2 separate regions of the Gossypium hirsutum genome follow, and region 1 is linked to region 2. The links are chromatin contacts, called in public Hi-C maps. All regions are on one chromosome and are shown on one strand. The core of a region is the stretch at or near the end of the contact, and the rest is flanking DNA. Distances in the headings are between cores, read along the strand shown.

Region 1 (6,646 bases), core at 1,486-3,985, 240 kb before region 2:
ACCTTTCATTTTCTACCATAAATTTCAAAATTTCAGCATATTCATCCATGGAAAAATTTTAATACTAAAATTACTTTACAAATTAATCCCCAAAATAGCTAGATTGGTTATTCCGATCTCAAAAATATAAAAATTACTAAAAACCGGGACGAGATTACTTACTCAATTATGCTTGCTTGATTTTCTTTCTCTTTCCTAGGGTTTCTATAGAATTTGGGGAAGAATATGATATAAAATGATAATATTTGATATTTATTTATTTATCATCTTTTATTTATTTCAATTTCCAATTTAGACCTTTTCTTTTTTTAATTTTCCATGTATGAATCATCAAAAATATCTAGTAACTTTTCTTAATGGTCTAATTACCATATAAGGACCTCCAATTTTGAATTCCATAGCTATTTGATACTTATAGCTACTAGAACTAAACTTTTACATTTCATGCAATTTGGTCCTTTCTATAATTAAACACAAAATCAGTAAAATTTTCTTATCAAAATTTTCATATGTCTTTCCTATCATAATATAGACCATGCAATAATATTAAAATAAATTTTCTTTCCAACTCGGGTTTGTGGTCCTGAAACCAATGTTCCGATTTCATTGAAAACGGGCTGTTACAAGGGTTGTTACAAAGGATGGCAACTACCCTATTCAAAGTATTATTTCTTCTACTGATTTTTGTGTTTTAGGGTAATAAAAATGTTCAAACTGATCATTGGAAGAATTCGATTAAATGTATGTTTTATTCTTCCTTTGTACTATGATTTGATGAATGTTTGATTACTTTAATTTTATTTTTCAGACTTGTAATAGGATTCTAACAATAAGTTGTGTTACCACACCTTTAAAGATCTTACTAAGGCATAAATCTATTTGTCATAGGTGGAGTAATTGGCCTTCCCTCTTGCATTAAAATGGCTCCAACACCAACATTGAAGCATTGCATTTTACCTTAGAAGTGTTATTAAAATATGGAAGTTTAAGAATAGGTGCACCACAATACTTATCTTTCAAATTTTAAAAGGCCTTCTCTTGCTTGTTGTCCTACTTAAATCCTATATTCTTTTTTACGATTTTGATTTGTAGGGCAATAAGTGTGTAGAAATATTTCACAAAATGTTTATACAAATTAGCAAGTCTATAGTCAAAATTAGATTTAGGAGTAGACCATACTTGAATGATTCTCACCTTTTCTTTATCAAATTCAATCCCTTTTGCACTAAATATAAATCTTAGAAAGATCAACTTGTCTATGAAAAATTATGCTTCTCAATGTTAGAATAAAAGTTGTTCCTAACAAAAACAATTCAAAACTAATCTAACATTCTTAACATGGTCATTAATTATGCACTATAGATTAAAATTTCATGAAAGTAAACAACAACAAATTTTCCTAAATATTGTCTCAAAATGTGATTCATCACTCTCATGAAAACACTAGGTGCATTAGTTAAACCAAAAGGCATTACCAACCACTCATGAAGTCTATATTTGTTTTAAAATGCTTGTTCTATTTATCATCACCTTTCATTAGAATTTGATGATAACTCCTTTTGAGATAAATTTTAATTAAGATGGATGCACCATGTGATTTATCAAACATATCGTCAAGTCTAGGAATTGGATGCTTATATTTAATGGTAACACTATTAATAACTCTACAATCAACATACATTCTAAAACTACCAACTTTAGGCACTAAAATTATCGAAACCATGCAAAGACTAAGGGATTCTTGAACATGTCCCTTTTTTTACAATTCTTGCACTTACATTTGCAACTCCATATATTTAGGATTACTCTGATAAGCTAGTCAATTAAAAATTATAAAACTCGACATAAAGTTGGTTTAATACTCAATGCCTAAAAAAATTGGTAAACTTGTAGGCATCTCATTTGGAAAACATCTTCAAATTTGTACAAACGAGAAATAAACATAGTAGGCAATTCTTATCAAGGTTGGATGAACATAGTAGGCAAATTTTGTCAAGGTCAAACCAACCTAATGTTGAACTCGAATCAACCAAGAAACTACTGCCAAGAGTCCCAAGGGACCCACCGCATCAGTGATGCACAAAATGCCAAGTCTTAGATAGTCTATCCTTTCATCATCATCTCGGATTCCAATTTTAAAAACACTGTCACTATACTTTATCATGATAAGGCCCTTTGAGAATAGTTCCCAATAGGTCTATTGGGTGGTACCCTTACCTTATCAAATCTCATATATACACTAGAAAATAACTATAGATTGAAAATTAAAAACTAAAAACTAAAACTGCAATTGCTTTCAGAAAAAGGTTGAATGGACAAAACAAAAATCCACGAAAGTGTAGAGAAAAATCATGATAATGTCGACTAAGAATAAGAAAAATTAAAATAGAAGGTGTGACTAGAGACAACACCAAAATTGACCCCACTTTTGATAAAAGAAAATTTGATTTAAAAAAGTTAAATAACTAAAATATTATAAGAAGAATTTTGTTATTGACGTTGGAGAAGGTTTTATTTATTTTTAATAAATCCCTTCTTGTAATAAAACTTTGCAAAGCCCGTCTCCATGTGTTAGATGATTTGGATGGTAGGTTTTTCTGTAAAAATAATTTTCAAGAAAATAACTTTTTAATATTTTATATGAAAATAAAGGTTTTTAAAAAATATAACGCTAAGTGGATTAAAAATAGTAGGAGTATAAATATAAATAAGAAATACAAAGTTGCGTTGATGAAAAATGAATAAAATAAGAAATAAATACAAGTTGACAAAAGGAAAGGGATATGCTGAATGATGTAAATAGGTAAAGTTGACGGGGTCAATGAGCAAACATTAGAAAGAAAAGAGAGAAACAATCGGCAATGGATCTTCCTTCTCTTTTCTCTGAAATTGACTTTCATTCCTACGGATAATCGCTTTGGCTTTCGATTGGTTTCGGCCTCTTTAGTCAAAACGCAAAGGACGCCAAAGCGCAACCACATTCCTCCCCCCCTTCCCCTTCCCCTTCTTTCCTCGAAAAACCCTAACCGGCCCCACCATTTTTCATTTTTTTTCCAATTTAAGAGAAAACTAAAAAAAAATATTCAGAAACAAAGTCAACCGGAGATAATTGAAAAGGAGATTTCGATTTTTCCTTCGTAGGACTGTTTTGGTTGTTGGGTTTTTTTGGAGAGATGTCGTCGGAGATCGAGGTTGTTGAAGACGTTCAACCCTTGAAGCAATTGGATGGCGTTCTGGCGAATGGAAATGGATATTATGGGGGAGGGAACAATGGGGTTGTTGGTGGTTTCGTTGATGATGAGAGCTTGAGGAATGATGTCTACACGGTTGCTGCTTATGGGGATTTGGAGAAGCTCCAAAGGTTGGTTGAGTACGAGGGTCGCTCTCTTTCCGAGCCTGATGGCCTTGGTTACTATGCCCTCCAATGGGCTGCTTTGAATAATAGAACAGCTGCTGCTCAGTACATCATCGAGGTCTTTTATCCTTCTTTTTATGGTTTTTTGATGGATTTTCTGAATTGCCTTTTATTGTCAGAGTTTGGAGTTGATTTTATTTATTAGTCAACTGGGTTTATGGATTCCGTATCTTTAAAAAGTTTGCTTGATCAGGCTTTTAATGGGTTTACTGAAATGGTTTTTGGGAATCCATTCTTTTAAGCTGTTTCATGTTGGTATTGAAGTTTTCATTGGATTAAATTCGGTTGAAGTGACTGGTTTTTGGGTTTTCTTTATTTGCTAGCATGGTGGAGATATACATGCTGCAGATCACAACGGGCAGACAGCCTTGCATTGGAGTGCAGTCCGAGGTGCGATACAAGTTGCTGATATTTTACTCCAAGAGGGTGCTCGGGTGCATGCTGCTGACATCTATGGCTACCAGGTGAAATTATATGGTTCTTCTCAAATGGATTTGGGAATGTGATCAGTGATGTAAATAAATGTCTAAACAGTGCTAGCTGTTTTAGACATTCTTCTCTGCTTGAAGTTGGTTTTATACCAGCATAAGCATCATTTATATGTGTTTTAGGAGCAGTAGAACTCAGCAGTATATGGTTTTCATTACATCATATTGATCTTTTGAGGCTTAAAGAATATATATTTTTGCTATGCATTTTAGTCAAGACTGTTGCTGCAGATGATATTTGTTCCCTTTCTCTCCTAGTTTAGGACCTCAAAAAATGTTGAAGTACTATGCATTCTTGTTTACTCTGGCTTGCTAACCTATTAAATCCCCCTTATATTTCCTCTCTAATATTTCTCCTTTTAGTATCGTCTCTATCATATTCTAATTTATGCAGCTGTTCTTTACTGCTGTTGGTGATACACTTTCTTTTCCCTTTTCTTGTAATTGTGTTTTTTTTTTCTTGGTCTTGAAGTTTATAACGCAAGTGTGGGCTTATGCTTCTTAAGTTGATGCACAAACTTATGCTTTCATTTTTTCTGTTTACAATTTGATTGTGGGATGATAACGTTATACATGTACTTATTGCTTTCACTCCAACCTCCAGATGGATGCACGTTTATTTAATGTAATTTGATGCAGGTAACACATGTTGCCACCCAGTATGGTCAGACTGCTTTCCTGTATCATATTGTTTCAAAATGGAATGCTGACCCTGATATTCCAGATTATAGTGGGCGAAGTCCTTTGCACTGGTAAGAGGAAGTTCATTTACCTTGCTCTTTATTCACTTGAATGGTCCAAGATATGTCTGCATAATGTGAAGTCAGATCTGTTATATTTATTTCTTTGCACTGCTTAAGTATTGTAACTATTTTGTTCATTTCTTTCCTACAAATTGCTTGATTGCATAATGCAGTTTTACAAGAATCAGATCTGTTATATTTATTCTAACTTCCTTGCAATATGCATAATTCTAGGGCCGCTTATAAAGGTTTTGCCGATTGCATACGTCTTCTTTTATTTCTAGATGCAGATAGAGGGCGTCAGGACAAAGAGGGTAATTTTCTTATCCTTAGGTTTAAAGTGCCATTTCTATGTAATTTCATCTGTTAATCTAGTATAGACAATATGTACCTGTGAAATATTTAATTGCATGCATAATTTTGCTTGACTAACCATGCTTCATCTTTTAATCAGGTTGCACTCCTCTCCATTGGGCAGCTATTAAGGGTAATCTAGAAGCTTGCACTGTCTTAGTACAAGCTGGCAAGAAGGAGGACTTGATGATCACTGATAATTCTGGCCTTACACCTGCACAGCTTGCTTCTGAAAAAAATCACAGACAAGTTGCTTTTTTCCTTGTAGGTTCCATAGCATCTAGCTTGGTTAATGATTGTTCTTTTGGCAACAGTTTAATAATATATATATATTTGTTTTTGTCTTCAATCTTACACAATTCAAGCCCTTTGTTGCTAATTATAACTGCATGCCTTGGGCTAAATGAAAGATGTTTCTTGCTTCCTCTTCTGCCCTGCATTAAGATTGTTAATGACTGATAAGAATACAAATTAAAAAGTACTTGAATTCAAACATTACATAAAAGGTTAAAAATGTATTTTTAATTTCTTTTGCAAATCAAGCTACTTTTCCCTATGCTTAGGCTGCATTCAGGTCTTTGAACCTGGGGGCTTTCAAATAACTGGCTTTTTGTTGTTGGATATCCCAAATCTTTCCTTGTATAGGTTTAGCAGGTTTTCTGGATTTGTGATGTTACCATGAGAAATATTTAGGGTAGTATAATAGATTTTTGCTTGTCTTGTTAGAGACTCCTAAGAAGCTGTAGAAATTTTCATAAGTGGCATTTTGTCTCCTAGCTTTATTCTCTTTTAATTGTTAAGATGCTGTAATGTTGTAATTAAAAACTCAGCTGAGTTATATCCCCACCTATTTATATTTCTTATACACCCGTTTCTGCAGGGAAATGCTAGAAGGTTGCTTGAAAAGAGATGTGATGGGAACAGCCGTCTTGGACGCCTTTCTAAATTAAGCCTTGCACCAGTTCTTTTGTTTATTATCTTGGTAATGCTGGTGACCTATACTCAATCTGTCATAACGGGTGTGTTTCTTGATCACTTCTTGAAAGTTAATTGTGCCATACCATCAAGAAGTACCTATACTTGTCTCTTTATTACCAATTTATTTGTGGCTTTGGACATACGTTGCAGCATCAAATCTGCCAAAGTTGACAGCTGGTTTTGGCCTTCTGGCATGGATGGGTGTTTTCCTAGCATCTGCCGGTTTGGTTATGTTTTATAGGTGTAGCAGGTACAGTCTTTGACGTGGATTTATTATTATTCTTATTATTTTTCTGAAAGTTTTTTTTTTGGTGGCACCGATTTCATTTGTTTTGGACACTGCCTAGCTGTGTGTTTATTAGTTTGTTAGCCTCATTTTTTCCCTTTGGGAAAATTTCAGAGTATTGCAGCTGTCAAAAATTGTTTTTGGAATCATTGTATGGCTGGAGATGTAATAAGGGGATTCTCTGTAACATTTGTTTAGTTCCCTTTCCAGTTTGCAGAAACAATTTAAGGACAGAAATATGATATTTGATACCTTTTGATTGTTTTTTCATGCGACGGTTTCAACTATCTAGCAAATAGATCGTTGATGTTTCCTCATGTTTATTTATGTTAGAAGGTGGGGAATCTTCTTTTGAAGGGATTGAAAAGGGATGGTTTACAGT
Region 2 (5,777 bases), core at 2,039-4,538:
CCACTGAAAGTAAAGAAAATATTTTCTAGTTTTGTGTTTAACTCAAAAGTGTTCAAGCCCACACTCGAAGTAATTCGTGGTACGAGAATAGAGGAGAAGGTCATTCGATTGAAAGCCGAGAATGACAAAGATCCTTCTAGCCAAAGCATAAGTACAATTTCGGGAAAAAGTTTATTACTATAAGTATCACAAATCAGCTTGTTTTTCAAATTTTATTTTTTTACTGTGTAAGAAAATCATTTTCAAACTAGATTTTTTCCAACAGACTTATGATTGGCTTGGCAAAGACATAGGGGCCCTTTTATAGTTTGGGAGCAAGTAAGCCGAAGGGCTTACAAACCAGAGTTGGTGGCAATACTCAAGGTTAACCTAGTGTTCAATGTGGGCAAGTAAGAGGGGTGGGCTCTTGTGAACAAGATGTACAAGTGAGAAATATAGTTTGAGTTAGGCAAAGACAGAGACATAAGTTGAGGCAAATGTTTTGAGGGGCAAAACTAACTGAAAGAGAGACTAGTTGGGAATCGAACGAGGCATTGAAACAGTTCCAAGATGAGCCAAACTAGTGTCATTCCGAGGACGCGACGAGGGCATTGCGAGAATGGGTAGGGAGAATGTCACAAGTCATAGATTAAAACCCGTGAAAAATGCCCATAAAGCATCTCATGGAGGACAACTGATTAAATGAGGCTCATTGACCTACTTGAATTGGCCCAATTTGTGGAATACATGGATAATCCCATCTACTTGAAGCCTTGGTGGCCCAGTGAAACACTCTAGTTAAACTAGAGTTACCATAGTGAATATTGTAAATCCTAAAGGATAAGATTGTATAGAATTTAAATCCCTTAGGACTCCCATCTTGTAAATAGGAACTAATCTCAATCATTGATGTAACTCAAATTGTACCATTGGATCTAGGGAAGCTTAACTATAAATAGAGCCCTTCCCTTTATTTGTAATCATCCCATTGTATCACATTCTTGAGTTAAAGAAAATTTTTGAGAGCATGTACTCAAAAACTTGGCGTGCTTAGTTTTCTTGTGGCTTTTGTGTTTGATTTGAGTTCCTTTGCCTTGTGAGTTTGCTTCCTCTATACTTTGGTATCTTAGAGAATTTCTGTAAGAAATCTCATCCTTCGAGAGATAGGCTGACTTAGGCGAACTAGAAGTAAAGAAATCACCTAAGGTCGCATGGTTTGCCAGACTTAATTTCTAGCCCTGTGACATAAGAAAGGTCTAGTTAATACCATTGAATCCTGAGTTAGTGATTACATAGATTGAACAATTGAATGAGAGATAATGAGAGATAATTGATTAATTAGATTAGGTGAAGTTAGAGTTCCAAGTCTTTAAGATTGATTGAGAAACATAGGAAATTTTATTGTTTTATTTAATAATATCTTTATAGTTTGCTTAAGTTTAATTAATAGTAATTAGAATTTATTTTATTGATATGGATTAGATAAAAACTGAATTGTTGGTATTTAGCAACTCAGAATTTGGTCATTATGGGAACGATATCTTCTTATCACTTTGTTACTTGATCGATATGTACACTTGCCTCACGAATTTTCAATCATCATCTATAAAAATATTTAAAATATATATTAAAAGTGAAAAGCTTGATAAGGTTCTATCACTAAGCTTGAATTGCTCAAGCTTGAGCTTGACTTGATAATTATTAAATTGAGTTCAAATTTTTTAAGTCGAACTCAAATAGATTGCAAACACCAATGTCTCATTTATACTTCTACTTTAGGGTGAATTGTAATGAAATAGGAAAACAATATGGTTTAAGGAGGTAAAAAGAAATAGGCTTATTGGTAAATAATGCCCTCAGTGGAAAATAAAAAAAATCAATTAAGCCCTCAACAAAATTTAGCACCTAATTGAGCCCTTAAAGGATGAAATATTAATCAATCAAGCCCTTCTGTTAACATTGACTAGGTTTGACCGTTAAGTCTCGTTGGCGTGGTTGACAAACCAATCGGAAGGTGACACATGGTAGCCACGTGTACATCATGCTGACATGACATTTTGTCATATCAACAAATATTTTTTAAAAAATAAATATTTTAAAAAAATACATCTAGGATGACCTTGGACACATGATTGTCCAGATTCATTTGGATGGCAACACGTGACTACTATGTGTCTTCCGATTGGTCTATCAAACACATTAGCGAATCTTAATGGTTAAACATGGTCAATATTAACAGAGGAGTTTGATTAATTAGTTTTTCATCCTTTAAAGGCTCGATTGGGTGCTAAATTTTGTTGAGGGCTTCATTAATTTTTTAGTTTTCACTGAGGACTTTTTACCAATAAATCGAAGAAATATAATGTAAATAAATAGAATGATAGTTGTAACTTAGGTAATTTATACCAAAAGTTTGGGTTACTCGATGCATGGTTGTTTATTATCGGTCTAGTTATGTTAGTGTGTTGATCTTCTTAATGTGTTTAATGACGAGTTTGCTGGTCTTACAACCTTGATTGCTCATGATCCTTTCTAGCAAGCTTGTTGAATCTTTGTTATTAATAACTAGATTAATTAAATGTTCTAGGCCTTGTGAACTGTTTTTTTATGGATAATCTTTTAGTATCGGATATAACCTAATATGTAAGCCGGTATAAATAGTTTAAAAGTGTATTTTGATAAATGTTGTTTGAATTAGATTGATCTATAGGATTAAGAATCAATTGAGATATTGAATTAATAAGAGAAAAATAAGTTGACTCGCGAACTAATTAACTAACAACTAAATCAATTTTTATAATTTTTAATAATTTATTTACTTTTTATCGTCAAAACCAATTCAATCGATTAAACTGAAATTTATTTTCAATTTCATAAACATTAATTTAAAATTTTCAAAAGACGTTTAAAAGTCACAAAGCAAATAAAAAATATCACTATTTAGGAGTACTAAGAAAACAATTATGTAAATGATGTCACGAGCGTGATCAAATAAAATGTAAAATCATAAGGTAAAGATTTTAAGCAAAATAAATAAATAAATAAAAGAAGACAAGCATGGCGGCTACGTGTATGATGGGTATTGACTAAGTAGCTTGTCGAAGGAGAATATGAAAATAAAATTGGACAAACTTTTTTTTTTCTTTTTTGGTTTACCCTTCTTGCCCGCCCGCTAACCGAAACGGTCCAGCAGAAAGAACAGGGACTAGTGGGACCCACATTACTCATACACCACCACCTGTCCTTTTCCATCAAAATTTCTCCACGTGGCACTCATCAAACGGCTTCAAAGTCTCCACAAACTCCCCCTCACTTCTTCTACTTGTTTCCCCTGCTTTCTTGCTCTTTCAGTTTCACTTCCTCCTCCTCCTCCTCCTCCTTCCATTTCTATTTCTCTGCAAGTGTTTTGCCTTTTTCCGCTCTGATTATGACCTGATGATTATATCTCTCTTTCTAAGGTCTCCTTTTTCTCTCTTCTTTTTTTTTTTGTGAATATGATCGTTATTCGATACTGTGGTCTTTATTTCTTAGGATCTTTTTTCCGTCCTTTCTTCGTTTGATTCCTCAAGAGGAAAAAAAAAGTTAAAAGTTCTTTTATTTTATTTTGCCAAAGCACCAGAATTCAACTATCCTTAGCTCTTCGCTCCTTAAATTGCGAATTTTTATGAGGAAGTTTTTTTTTCTTTATTTTGACGTGTTACATTGATAACCTTTTGTCTTCTTTTTTTTTTTGTAAAAAAAAAATTGTTGATGATAAAGTAGACAGGTAAATGTGGTGTAAAATGTAAAAACACTTCCTGATCATCGTTTCATATGATCTTTTTATTTTTTTAAATGTTTAGTTGCATTTATTAATTTTATTTTATGGTTTAATGAGGGAGGTTATGCGTTGTCCTTTAAATGGGGTTTTGAATACTTATTCTAGGGGTTTGTAATTTATGTATGTTGGCTTTTTCGGGATGCAAGTTAAGAATTAGGTGCAGCTTAATTTGTTATTTAAACACTTAAACGTTCTGTTTCTTAAGCTCTGTTTTTTCCCCTTTAATAACTGTATTTATTTTGAATTAATGCTCACGATGAGATATCCCTTAAACTATTCAAAGCTCGATTTCAGGAACTTCTCTGTAACTGTTGCTTTCGATGGCTCTGATTTTTTTTTCTTTTTTTATGAATCTATAGCCGTTTCTGTTTACCAACGAGAATTTTGCATTCACAATGCTCGGGATGAGTACTGCTAGCTTTGATTTATACATAAGTCCAATGTCACTTATGCGAGATAATGGGTTTGTTGGTCTTTTGGTTTTGCATTCGTTGTACACTTTAAAGAGCTGACTCTCTGATGCTGTTGTTTCTGTTCAGTTGTGTTGTAAGGTGAAGCAGCGTTTAGACTTCAGAGTTCAGACCATGTTTGATGGTTCTAAAATGGGGAGTAAATTGGTTTTTCTTCTTGCTTCATGATATTTATTGATAATTTATTAGACTATTAGTCTAATGGGGGGAGTGTGTTCAAGGAAAAGAGACCAACAGGTCGTTGAAGATGGAATGAGAAGAGGAGTGTCTGGAAGGTACGGAAAAAGTGGTAGTTCAAAGTGGCTTCTAACCTCCTTTTCTCGGCCCATGGTGGTTCACCAGCCTGGATTGGCCAATTGCCCGTCTCTCATGGAATTATGCATCCATAAAATATGCGAAGTAAGTCTTATCACATTGGTATCTGGCATGTCCTTTAGGGGATTTTTTTTTCTTTTTTTCTTGAAATTATATTCTTTTCCTATCACAGGACATCAACCAGTATAGTTCATTCACAATGCTTCCAAAGGATATAAGTCAACAAGTTTTCAACAAGTTGGTTCTATCTCATCTTCTTACTGATGTTTTTCTTCAAAAGTTTCGTGATTGTGCTCTAGAGGTGAGTTTTCCCTAAATGGTTAAAAATGGAGCACCTTTATTTTTTTATGTCTTCACAGAGAATGAAATTTACCTGATTTTCATGGTGTTGACAGGATGTTTGGTTGGGTGAATATCCCGGAGTGCAGGATAGTTGGATGGATGTCATCTCTTCACAAGGAACATCTTTACTTTCTGTTGATCTTTCAGGTTCTGATGTGACAGATATTGGCTTGGGTCTCCTAAAAGAGTGCTCGAGTCTCCAAGCCTTAACTTTTAACCACTGTGAAAATATTTCAGAAATTGGACTGAAGCATATTAGTGGTAATGTTCTATTTCTTTCTTGGTATAGATGTTACCATAGGCCAGTTTCTGGCATTTTCCTAGATTCTAGCTTGACAAGATACTTGTAAAGAATTACAAGTCTTCTGTATATGTTTTTCCTTTTATTTATTTTCTGTAGTAGACCAATGATACTGAAAAGTTGGGGCAGATTCTATTTCAAGGCTTTTCTTTTGCTATTTTGTGCTGTTTCTTATTTAAAATCATATTTCAAAGGGGAACAAAAAAAACCTAAAATAAAGATGGCATGCTTCCAATATAACATGTTTGGAAACCGTTAAGTATGAAGTATCTATTAAATGTGTTGTAAAAATTAAAGAAATCCCATAAAACTCTTAAGTGATCGTGGTTAGAGAAATGTTATTCCCATATAATCTATTTTATTAATAGTACAATAAAATTTTGCATAATAGTGCCGTTCTGTGGTTAGGATATCTATGCAATAGTTCTTTGGATTGGCATGCTGTTTGACATTGTTTTTGTGCTGATCACGGGCATTATGTTCCTTGAACTTTTAGGTCTAACGAACTTGACATCCTTGAGTTTTAAAAAGAGTGCTGCAATTACAGCTG

The links. A called contact is a pair of places that touch in the nucleus more often than the background predicts.
Region 1: a contact with region 2 is called in a Hi-C map of leaf, with 2.3 times the contacts expected there. The contact joins the promoter of LOC107917779 here to the promoter of LOC107917721 in region 2. A contact is called at or near these places in 11 of 34 Hi-C or Micro-C datasets (callus, fibers, hypocotyl and 2 more).

What each region holds. Positions count from the first base shown.
Region 1 is chrA08:31,950,309-31,956,954 of Gossypium_hirsutum_v2.1, reverse strand. LOC107917779 (protein S-acyltransferase 24) reads left to right here and starts at 2,735. Exons shown (of 13, transcript XM_016847089.2): 1 at 2,735-3,473; 2 at 3,739-3,879; 3 at 4,543-4,655; 4 at 4,881-4,960; 5 at 5,101-5,264; 6 at 5,881-6,019; 7 at 6,129-6,228. The coding sequence starts at 3,174.
Region 2 is chrA08:31,710,425-31,716,201 of Gossypium_hirsutum_v2.1, reverse strand. It overlaps LOC107917721 (leucine-rich repeat-containing G-protein coupled receptor 4), which reads left to right and starts at 3,288. Exons shown (of 16, transcript XM_016847006.2): 1 at 3,288-3,437; 2 at 4,339-4,668; 3 at 4,757-4,885; 4 at 4,980-5,187; 5 at 5,724-5,777. The coding sequence starts at 4,471.